Linked DNA regions of Hordeum vulgare: region 1 is linked to region 2. Evidence: chromatin contacts called from public Hi-C data. All regions are on one chromosome and are shown on one strand. The core of a region is the stretch at or near the end of the contact, and the rest is flanking DNA. Distances in the headings are between cores, read along the strand shown. Region 1 has its middle 5.5 kb from the start of LOC123397612. Region 2 holds the start of LOC123397630.

What was found. Hi-C and Micro-C count contacts between places; a contact is called where the count stands out from the background.
Region 1: a Hi-C map of leaf shows a contact between it and region 2, with 8 times the contacts expected there. The contact joins the enhancer-like site here to the promoter of LOC123397630 in region 2. A contact is called at or near these places in 5 of 6 Hi-C or Micro-C datasets (leaf and seedling).

Annotation. Positions count from the first base shown.
Region 1 is chr5H:502,528,703-502,534,024 of MorexV3_pseudomolecules_assembly, forward strand. No RefSeq gene overlaps it. Among protein-coding and RNA genes, the nearest start is that of LOC123397612, 5.5 kb to the left of the region's middle. Within about 2 kb of position 2,204, at least 2 of the 3 cell types and tissues checked have open chromatin away from gene starts, as enhancers often do. A contact at or near this core is called in leaf and seedling, where this site is marked.
Region 2 is chr5H:502,380,146-502,385,553 of MorexV3_pseudomolecules_assembly, forward strand. LOC123397630 reads left to right here and starts at 2,878. Exons shown (of 1, transcript XM_045092165.1): 1 at 2,878-3,947. The coding sequence starts at 3,086. The coding sequence ends at 3,700.

The DNA.
Region 1 (5,322 bases), core at 954-3,453, 150 kb after region 2:
TCAGACGAATATGAGAAATAAAGAGCATCCATCATGATGATAAGTGGATTAATATTTTCAATTGTACTTATTTTTCTTATTTGGCACGGTATGAGAAAACCATATGTTGGTTCGAAATTCAGACTCTTGGCAATCTGCATTGACTTCAACTCTTCTTTCATGTCAATTCCAAGTGTAACCCATCAAGGAAGGCTTTGGTAATCCCTAGATGGTCGTGTTGGAGTAGGATTCCACCAATACTTTGTATAGAGCTGAATTCCTCAAGTACACCAATTTGCAGTCGTTATTCGAAACTCCTTATGCAACCATCACCTCCAGAAACATTATTTCAGAAGGTTGATTGTAATCATGCACCATTTTTTCCATTTAAGAGTAGGCTTGATATACCTCATATAGATGGAGCTAGTTCACCGGGGGAAACCCCGGGTCCTGTTCACCATACGAGACGGTGGCAGCCCAACGTTGTGCACCTTCGTGAAGGTGCCTTCTTGGCTGCTCATGGTGTCTTTGGTGTTCAAATTGGCGGCGTTGGATGCCATGTTTCGTTTTGGGTTGTTTCACAAGGCATTGGCATCCGGCTGCAATGTACGACATCATCGGTGTTTCCTCCATAGCTTCTTCCTCATGTCCGATCCGATCATGCAGCCCACTTGCCGACTCTTCATGGCACTTTAAAGTGGGGGTACATTGATTTTCTTTGTCCCGGTGACGTGGACGTGCGGCGGTGATGGCTGGCTTTGTTCGTGGCACGCCATACCTGCTCTGGGTCTCATTTCCTTGCCTTCCATGGCTGGTTTAGGCTAGGCGAGTCTGTGATGTGTTGTATCCCTCTCCATCTCCTCTTTGTTACTCTGTTCTCTCCACTTATCAATGGAAGTTTGGGTGTTCGCAAAAATAATAATTGATATACTTTACTCTCATGCATGACAAAGCTTCAATATGTTGGTCTTTTCTACCACTCTTCATCTCTTTCATCCCATTGCACATGGCTACATGACATGAGCATGTCTCGTCTTCACCTAGGATATGTAAAGCTCAACTAGTGTTATGCAAATACTTTCTCCGTTCGAAAATTCTTGTCTTAAATTTTTCTAGATATCAATATATCTAGTCACGTTTTAGTATTTAGATACATCTATTTTTAGACAAACCTAAGAAAAAATTTCGGGACGGAGAGAGTATCATATAAAGTTTTGATTGGCTTTACCTAGTTATTTATCAATACGGCTTGGTACCACTTTTCAACATATTATGATAATACTAACGGACATGGTTGCTCCTGCATCAATGATGAGATCTACTCCCTTCATTTTTAAATATAAGTCTTTTTAGAGGTTTCACTAAAAAACCACATATAGATGTATATAGACATATTTTAGAATATAGATTCACTCATTTTAACTCGTATGTACTCCCTTAGTGAAATCACTAAAAATACTTATATTTAGTAACGGAAGGAGTAAAAGGCATGATTATATGCATTAAAAGGGTTATTTTAGGCATGACATATACAAAGATACAACATTTTACACACAAATTCACTCATAGACCTAAATAGAATACTCAATCATTTGTTTGATGCTTACATGTACTTTATGCAGAACCCGGGGATACCCCTTTCCAGGGCGAAAATTCTCAGTCAAATTCATGGCGGCTCAGGTATAAATGAGAGCTGGTGGTTGTTAACATGTACAGTATGAAAACATATTTGAAATGTTTATAACGTTCCTCATAAAAAAGGGAATTTATATAACCTGATCACGAGGATAACCATGAAGGCATGAATACAGCTGATAATAACAACACAGAGCGATGACCAGATCAGGGAGTAAGCTTGTCTCTTTGTGTAAACAACCGGCTGGCGGCCGGCAGCTAGGCTTCCCTGTTTTAGATCTGCATTCTCCATTTTCCCTCCTTTTAATAACTTCCAAGTTGCAGCTTACCATCGTCAGCAGGAATCTTTAACAAACATACTAGTATGATACTACTACCAGCCAGAGAGGTAACTTGTTTCTCAGCTCAAGAGTTTGACCTGCTTATAATACAGAGACGTGTTACCAATATTAAATTTCCATCCCTTCGTCTTTCAACCCTTTCGGCAGCTGGTTGATTGGGATCTTTGTCATTTGATCCGTTCTTGTGATAAGCGCTTGTACGGACAGCATGGCTACTTAAGAAAAAGCGGAGCCAAAACTTTGTCAATACGTGCCTACTTGGTCCTAGTTTTGGAGTACTAGATTGGTACGCACACCGTTACCACGATACGTGCACTGCATTATTCTAGAGCTCTTAGTTGACAAAGAGAGACAAAGACATGAGGAAAACACATTCTTAATTAGTTGGCTGCATATCACATCCATTCTTGCATTTAAGTTTGAATTCTTGTTGCCGAAGTGCTGTCGAAATTTTGTTTGAATTCTTATTTGTTTCTCTTATCATTCTTCATCTCTTCCAACCTTTAAGGATCGTTGGTTTCACTCGTTTTTCAAAGAAGCAATTAAGTTTTACCTCTTGCTCTTCTCTTCCTCTTCTTTTTTTTTCATTCTTAGATCTCGGGGTGAGATCTCTTGTTAGTGTAGGAGAGTTGTGACAGTCCGAGACCGACGCTTCAGAAGATTCCCCTTTTTATTTCGTTGATATCCTATGATTATTTGTTTGTCGCATTCATCATCGCATCATCTGCATTGCATCGACACTCCGTTGCCGTCAGTTTTCAAAACTTGCATCCGTTAGTAGTTGCTGGTTCTCTTCGTTTTCGTCGTTGACCGTTTCGAGACCATCCACACACGCACGCGTCCGCGTCATCGATAAAATCTTGTTTTTAAAAGTGCGTAAAAAACTTTCTCGGATTGGGTGGAAACTTGGCGTGCAGTCTTATTCTAGTGTAGGTAGGCCGTCTGCCAAATTTCGTCACAATCGGAGTCCATTTGATACCCGAACGGTTGACCGTAGCGGCACCGTCTTCGGATTATCAACGAACGGTTTTTCGGTGTTTAAAAATACGGTGTCGGGCCATAAACCTCCCTCTCTTCCCGACCTAGCCTATTCTACACACCCCAAAACATCCGCCAAGCCTACCCCTTCGTTTCGGACCGTCCGATCGAGATCCAACGCCCCAAAAATGGATGAAAACCCAAACCCTAGCTACCCCGACTATAAAAGGAAGGCTAGCCCTTCCTAAAATGGCTCCCCCTAATCCCTCCTCGAAATCTGCGCCGCCGCCAACTCTCTCCAATCCCCAGCCGCAGCCCTTGTCTCCCACCTCCCAGAGCCGCCGAGGACCGCGCAGGGCCCGCGAAGCTCGTCCGCCTCCTCGCTCTAGATCGGGAGAGGAGCTCCCGATCCAGAGCCTACCGCGCTCCCTGCTCTGCCTTCCTTTGCCGGGCTGCCGCGCCCCTCCGACGAGCCACCACCGCCAGGCCCGGATCAGGCCGGAGCGCCTCCTCCCTCTCCCTTCTTCTCCCTCTCTTTTTCTTTCTCTCAACCAGCTCTCTCCCCTCCCGTTGCAGGTCCCCGTGGCCATGGGAGCGAGCTCGAAGCCGCCGCCCCAACCCCGAGCTGTTGCCGGCCGCCTCGCTTCACATCTGGCGGCCTCGAGGCCAGATCCGCCGCTGGGAGCCCCAGTCCTGCTTCCCCCTCGCCGGGACGAGCTGTTGCCACCGCTGTTCTAGCTCCCATGGCCACCTCCCTCCTCCTAGCCGTGGAGGACGAGGGGAACGCCAGCGCTAGACGCTCGCCAGCCTGTGCGTGGGCCACGAGGCCCAGCCGAGGCAACCAAGCCCAAGGACGCAAGGCCCAGATCCACGCGAGCCTCGGCTCTCAATCGCTGCAGCAGGCCCATCACCGACCTGAGCCGAAGCCCACGAAGGTGAGATTCCCCCGCCCCCTCTATTTTGCGCCCAAAGCGACCTTTAGCTATCCAGCACCCGTGCTCCGATTCGGCCCTTAGACAAATTCGGCCCGTGTAGGTTTTTTTAGCACCTGCGATTTAATTCTTTTTCAGAAAAGAGCATAATATTTAAACGCCGTAAGTTTCAATCCGTGCGTCGGATCACGGCGAGTTATATAGGTAATTTGGCTAGAATTTTGTGTAGATTAATATTTTCCAACTCTCATGCATATTTAAAGTTGTTTAGCGTGTTGTTTGCATCGATTTGCGTGTCAACGTGATAGAAATGATTTAGTCCGTAGTTAATTAACCATAGCTCCGTTGGAGATGAGCCATATATGTAAATGGACTAAAACGACAAGTAGAATCACGTGAACCACTTTGTTTTGCCTCTTAACAAATATAAAATGTGGTTAGGACAAATCTGGACAGATTACAAAGTTAGTGCGTGGGGTCATTTCGGAGATGCTATATGTCGTTTCCGGCCTCATTTAAAATGCCTAGATAGGTAGTTTAATTTGTGCTTCATCCCTTGCCATGTTTATCAACATTTAATATTGTCGTGTACCTAAACGGGGCTGAACTAAATAATTCGTATGTGAAGTTTCGTCAACTCGTTGCATATTGAGCTTCACTTAATGTGTAGCATTTGACTGTTGTGATTTATCGTGCGATGCCTTGTATATTTGAAAGTGATCATGCATCATATGTGTTGTGCATGTCGTGCATGTGCCATGGTGAATATCGTGTGTTGATTCTTGTGATCAGTGATGTCTCGAGCTCCCAGTGCTTGCAGTTCATTTGATATGTCAGTGAGGCGATCAAAGGTGTCTTGGCAGCTTTCATTGTCATGTCTCTTGAAGCGATTGAAGAGATTGCGAAGAATATCAACACGAGAGTCACGCTGGGTTGATACTCCTTCATTTACCTTGCACAGTCTCTCCCAGATCAGTGTTGCTGAGTCCAAAGCACTTACTCTTCCAAGCTGGCCTGGGCTCAGATGGCCACAGATGATGTTCTTCGCTTGAGAATCGAGTTGCTTGAATTTTTCACATCAGCCGCAGTGACACTGGCAGAGATGATGGGGACGCCATGTTCCACAATATACCAGAGATCATTATCAATAGCTTGTAGATGCATTTGCATTTTGTTCTTCCAGAAGGGAAAGTTCTTTCCTTCGTAGGTAGGACATGCTGCAGTCACCTTAAACATGCCTGCAGTCGACATAACTAAAACTTCAGGTGGTTAAACCAAAATCACACAGAACAAGGGAGTACCTCGCTCTGATACCAATTGAAAGTGCGTTATATCGACTAGAGGGGGGTGAATAGGAGATTTTTAAAATTTCATCACTGAGGAAATTCCTCACTGATGACTAACTTACAGCGGAAACAGTAAAGGATCAGAAGTGCAAAGTTTCACAACAGCAGATT
Region 2 (5,408 bases), core at 1,628-4,127:
CAATTCTCTGTAACTTTTCAGGACTTTTGGAGCTGTGCAGAATAGGTCTCTCAGATTTTCTCATTTTCTAGTCTAGAATTCCAACTGCCGGCATTCTCCCTCTTCATGTAAACCTTGTAAAATAAGAGAGAAAAGGCACAAGTATTTTACCATAATGTGTATTAACATCCCATAATGCAATAAATATTGATATAAAAACATGATGCAAAATGGATGTATCACTCCATTCTATTTGAATTGTTGAGCCACTATAATATTATGATCAAATCATAAACTGTATAATCTAGGATAATCATCCTTCAAGGCTTTTTGTCTACCCAAATATCTTCCCAGATACTGGTATTTTCCCGTCCCCTAATTTTTTCTTAGCATATTTACAGAACATGTATTTGACCTTTAACAATCCACACCATATCCAATTTGTTTTTTAGTTTTCAAGATGTAGCCATTAAGTCACATACTTCCCCATAAGCACAGATTGCCATAATCCCTCCCCAGTTTCTAGCTTTGAGAACCATTTAGTTGACAATGTTTTATTCATAATTTCTGAATTTAGAATCCCGAGCACCCCAAATTCTTTTGGTCTAAAACACCTTTTCCAATTAACCAAGTGGTACTTTTTTCGATTCTCATCCTTTTGCCGTACTAATTTGGCTCTATACAAGTCAAAAAATTTAACCACACCAGCAGACACAGGATAAAATGACACATAAGCATGGGTATGTTTGTCAAACAAGACTGAACTAAGGTAATCCTCCCTGCAATAGACCACAATAGTGTGAGCAACTGGATCTTTTTTCAATTTTATCAGTCACACAAGTCCAGTGCTTGTTTCTGATCCTGTCATTGGAAACAGGCATCACCAGATATTTAGTAGGTATATCTCCCATTTAACAAGTGAATATTTTTGGGTATATGGATTGTTTGTTAATAGCATCCCCAAACATCATATGCTCACTTTTATGAAAATTGATCTTATGCCCGAACATCTGCTCAAAACCACACAAGATCATTTATAGATTTTCTGCATTGTCCACATCATCTTCTAATAGAAAGATAGTGTCATCAGCATATTAACCCCCTTGTTCAAATTATCATGTAACACTAATCTAACTAGACCGCGTTCCTTAGCTTTATTAATGATCACGTTCAGTGCATCAACAATAATGTCAAAAACAGAGGAGAGACCACATCCCTAATACGGGGCAAACCCGTGGGTGTCGATCTTTTCACACTTCGAGGAAAAAAAAGAAAAAATCAAATAGAAAATACGAACTCAAGAACGATCTCCAATCACACATCCACTAGATCCACATAAACACACGAGATACATAGATCCAAAGTCAACATAAGGATACAAGTAACGAACAGTTTTCCACTCCGGAGGATGCGCCTTGATATCACGTGGGATCTTCCCTAAAGGGGGGCCTTGGCATCCACTAGGATCTTCTCACATAGAGGTGTTCATCTCCATGGAAGAAGGATAGTAGAAGCAGCTATGCTCAACAATCTCAAGTGCTAAACATAAGTTAACCCTAACAAATGACCTATGGACGAAATATATAGGTAGTTGGAGGTGGGAGGCGAAGTGAGGGCCAAATGGGCAATTCCCGTCGTAGCCTCGTGTGAGGCCCATGCTCACGGCTAAGTCACCCGTGGGCATGGTACACGTCTGTGCGCACGGGGTACCCAGCAGCTTCAGTAGAGGGCCCGTGTGCACGGGGTCTTCTGGGTCTGTGCGCATGGGGTACTTAGGGAGTTTTGGGTATCCTCATGCACATGGGGTCCTTGAAGGCCGTGCGCCTGGGGTCGCCTGAGACTTGGCTGTTTGGTCTTCAACTTGGATTCCTTCTTCCGTGCTTCCTTCTCGCTCTTCCTATTGGCCTTGGGGAGGCTTCCTAGACCCTCGGTGGATGTCTTCCTCATATGTAACGATGTATAGGGTTTCATTGTGAGGTAGCATCCAACTTCCATTGATATTCATGCCTAGCTCAAAGAAGAGTGAGTTCACCTTAGTTTCGATGGCGCGTGCATGATCTTGTCATAGGTCCACTTGTAGGTTGATGGGTTGATGTAGTATCCATGGTGATGATCATGGGATGCGCCGCATCAATTCCCCTATTTCAATCCCTTAAAGGTCCCGAAGTAGGGTCCAATCTTATCATTAACCCTAACACGTACATGCCCCACCCCCTCATGGTTTCCATGACCCAATCACACCATTTATCAAGGGACCCTGTAAGTTTAAGCACCCGAATTACAAAAGGCCACTTAATTTTATCACATGCGTTCTTAAACTTAATCATAAAAATCAAGGCACTTTGTTTCCGATTGTGGATAAAATTAAGGGTTTCATGAAATATAACCACCCCTTTCATAATATACCTTCCTTTAATGAAAGCAATTTGATTTTAAGATATAACAAGAGACCCACATTTGTTAAACCCCTTCATGAGTACTTTTGTGATTATCTTGGAACAAGGGGTGAGGGGTGGTGCGGGGTGATCCGCGTGATCGGACGGCTTCAACTCGTGCGTTTGGGAAGGCTGAATAGTGCAGCTCCACTAATAAACATTTACAATGGATATTTAGGCCCTGTTCGACAGCTCTCCGCTCCTAGAACGACGGGAGCGGAGCAGGCGACCCACAACGTATTTTCTTGGAGTTGTAAAAATGCCGCTCCGTCCGCTCCCTAATTTAATGGAGTTGGAGGGTTATCGATCGCGGCCTTACTGTATTTTTTAACCTAGTATATGGTGACCCGAATCCGGGTAGGATGTGACCCGAATCCGGGTAGGATGCGATCGAAACAAAGCGGCGGAAATAGTCGGTCTCTGCACGTTTCCACGCACCATATGTTTGCCGCGACGACGACGCAAACCCGAAACGTGTTCTGTGCTTTCCAATCCACCGCACCCAGCCCCGCTCCCCCGATCGATCTGCGCTTGTCAACGCTTATCGATCGGGAGCACATATATATCTCCAGTGCACCACCAGCCGTGCACCACCGCTTTCTTCCCTAGCTAGCTAGTTCGCTTTCTCCCAAAGTATTCCTTTCTTCGCACAGAGAGAAAGAGAGGCCGAGATGAAGCTCGTGTGGTGCCCGGAGACCGCGTCGCAGGCCTTCATCGCCGGCGTAAGCGCGCTGTCAGACTCCGAGCACGGCCCCGCGGGGTCGGCGGGCGTCGCCGAGCTCGTCTCCGCAATGGTCGGGGGATGGAACGCGCAGCTCGTCGTCGAGGCGCCGGAGGTCTCGGCTCCCGACTCGGCCACCATGAGCCTCGCCCTCGCCGCCGCCGCCGGGCGAACGGGAGGCCGCTACGCCCACGTGCTACCGGACAAGGACGCGGACGGGGCCATGGCGGAGCTGGAGGGCGTGGACTTCTTGGTGGTCGACGCGCGGAGGCGGGACGCGGCGGCCGTGCTGGCGGCGGCCAGGCCTGGGCCGAGAGGGATGGTGGTGGTGCGCCACGGCGACGGGAGGCGGCCTGGCACGAAGGCGCTCGAAGCGTCCATGGCGGCAGGGACGAGGGTAGTGCGGTCCGTGTACCTGCCGGTCGACAAGGGCGTCGAGGTCCTCCACGTTGGCGTGGGCAAGGGGCCGAGCCTACAGTTCCGGCGCCACCGGAGCGCGTCGAGCCGTTGGATCCGGCACGTCGACCACAAAACCGGCGAGGAGCACCTCTTCCGCCGGCCATAAATTCAACCGCTAGCTTTCATGTACATCAACCGGTTCTAGTCTTGTAGACTTGTACTAATACCGTACCGTCCAAGGGAATTAGCTAGGTGGCCATGGTCATGCATGGTGTCCAGATTCTTTGAATCTGCCGGCATGTTTGTAATACGGAAGTGAGCCATGGTGTAAATAAATAAAAGTGATATAAGACTTAAATGTTTAATACTTATCTCACATCTACATGTATTTTAATAAAATTATAAATTAAAATTACTTCGCAACGTACTGGCTAGCTTTCTAGCTTCAATGTGAATGATCTTCTTCTTGCTGCTCTAGTTTCTTCGGTATGATACCAAATCATCCATCCATGTTGACGATTTCCTAAGCTTAACATCATAGTTCATCGTTTGCTTTAAGTGTGCTCCTTGTGATATGATATTGAATCATCCATCCATGTTCACGATTTCTTAAGTTCAACATCGTTGTTCATTGTCTGCTCAAAGTGTGTTCATTGTGTTGAAATTTGAAAAAAACATATCTAAAATTGTAGTATAATCGATATGACAACAAGGTGTTGTGTGCTTTGCCGCCCTTGTGTGTGGGTTGGTTGTAGTATAACCAATATGATAATAAACATTTCCGTAATTGAATGGCTTCCTCTTTCACTGTAAATGATACTCTTTGTTGCTCTAGAAATTAACCGCGTTTCCTCCAAAGTTAAAGTATAATTCATATAAGAGAAGGTGTTGTGTGCTTTGCCACGTCGCTCTTTGTTCGTGGGGCCCTTTCCATGTTGGCATATGTTTTCTTTCTTTTTGTACGAATGGTGTTGATGGCATATGCAGACGAGCATAATGTCTGGTGGCATAAGGCAACAACCCATGACACCCCCCATCCTCACCTACCCGCCCAAAGCGGCAACAAAAAGCAACATAGGCCAGTGTCACGAGCTTTGACAGACGTGTCCATCATGCACAGAGGCAACTAGCCACGTCCCAGTAACACATAATTGTACCAGCGACGCCACCTTTCACACACGTGTCGAGCACAAAGACAAATCATCATGTCTCATAAGTGACACATGAGACACAAAAAGCCTTACACATGCCACACATATCCGTAAATAGGGCCATCCGCGCTACACAACCATACCACCCACTTATGGTCAAGCAGTGCCCTAGTCCGAATACACCAAAAGGCTCTCTTTCAAGGGAGTTTAGTAGTTGCAGTTGTAGTTGTAGGGAGTTTAGTAATTGTAGTGATACATTATCTGGGTTGGAGGATTTACATGGTAGGATGTTATAAGTCTATCGACACCTCTATGGGTTGGATGAAACAAAAGACACATCCATTTCCCCCAAAATACTACTACGGATACCTACCAGCTAAGGGGATATTGAGAGTGGGAGAAGCTGGCTAGTACGAGTGGTGGCGTACGCGGGGATATTTGGTAAGAATAGTAAGAATCATTAGTGGAACGGTTAAGCTAACATCCAATGCTAAGCCAACTTATGTATTGATTCAAGGGTAATTTGAATATTATTTTAAGTGACGATATCTAAATAACAAGTTAGCATAACGACGTGCATGTATCTTTTTGTCCAAAAGTCATATTTCAGGGCTCAAGAAGTTATAAGTGGGCCTTTGTGGCCAAAACCTGAGTGGTTTTATAACACGATACAGTGCAATAATCATCAAATTTGGGGAATTACATCCTTAAGCTTGCAATCCC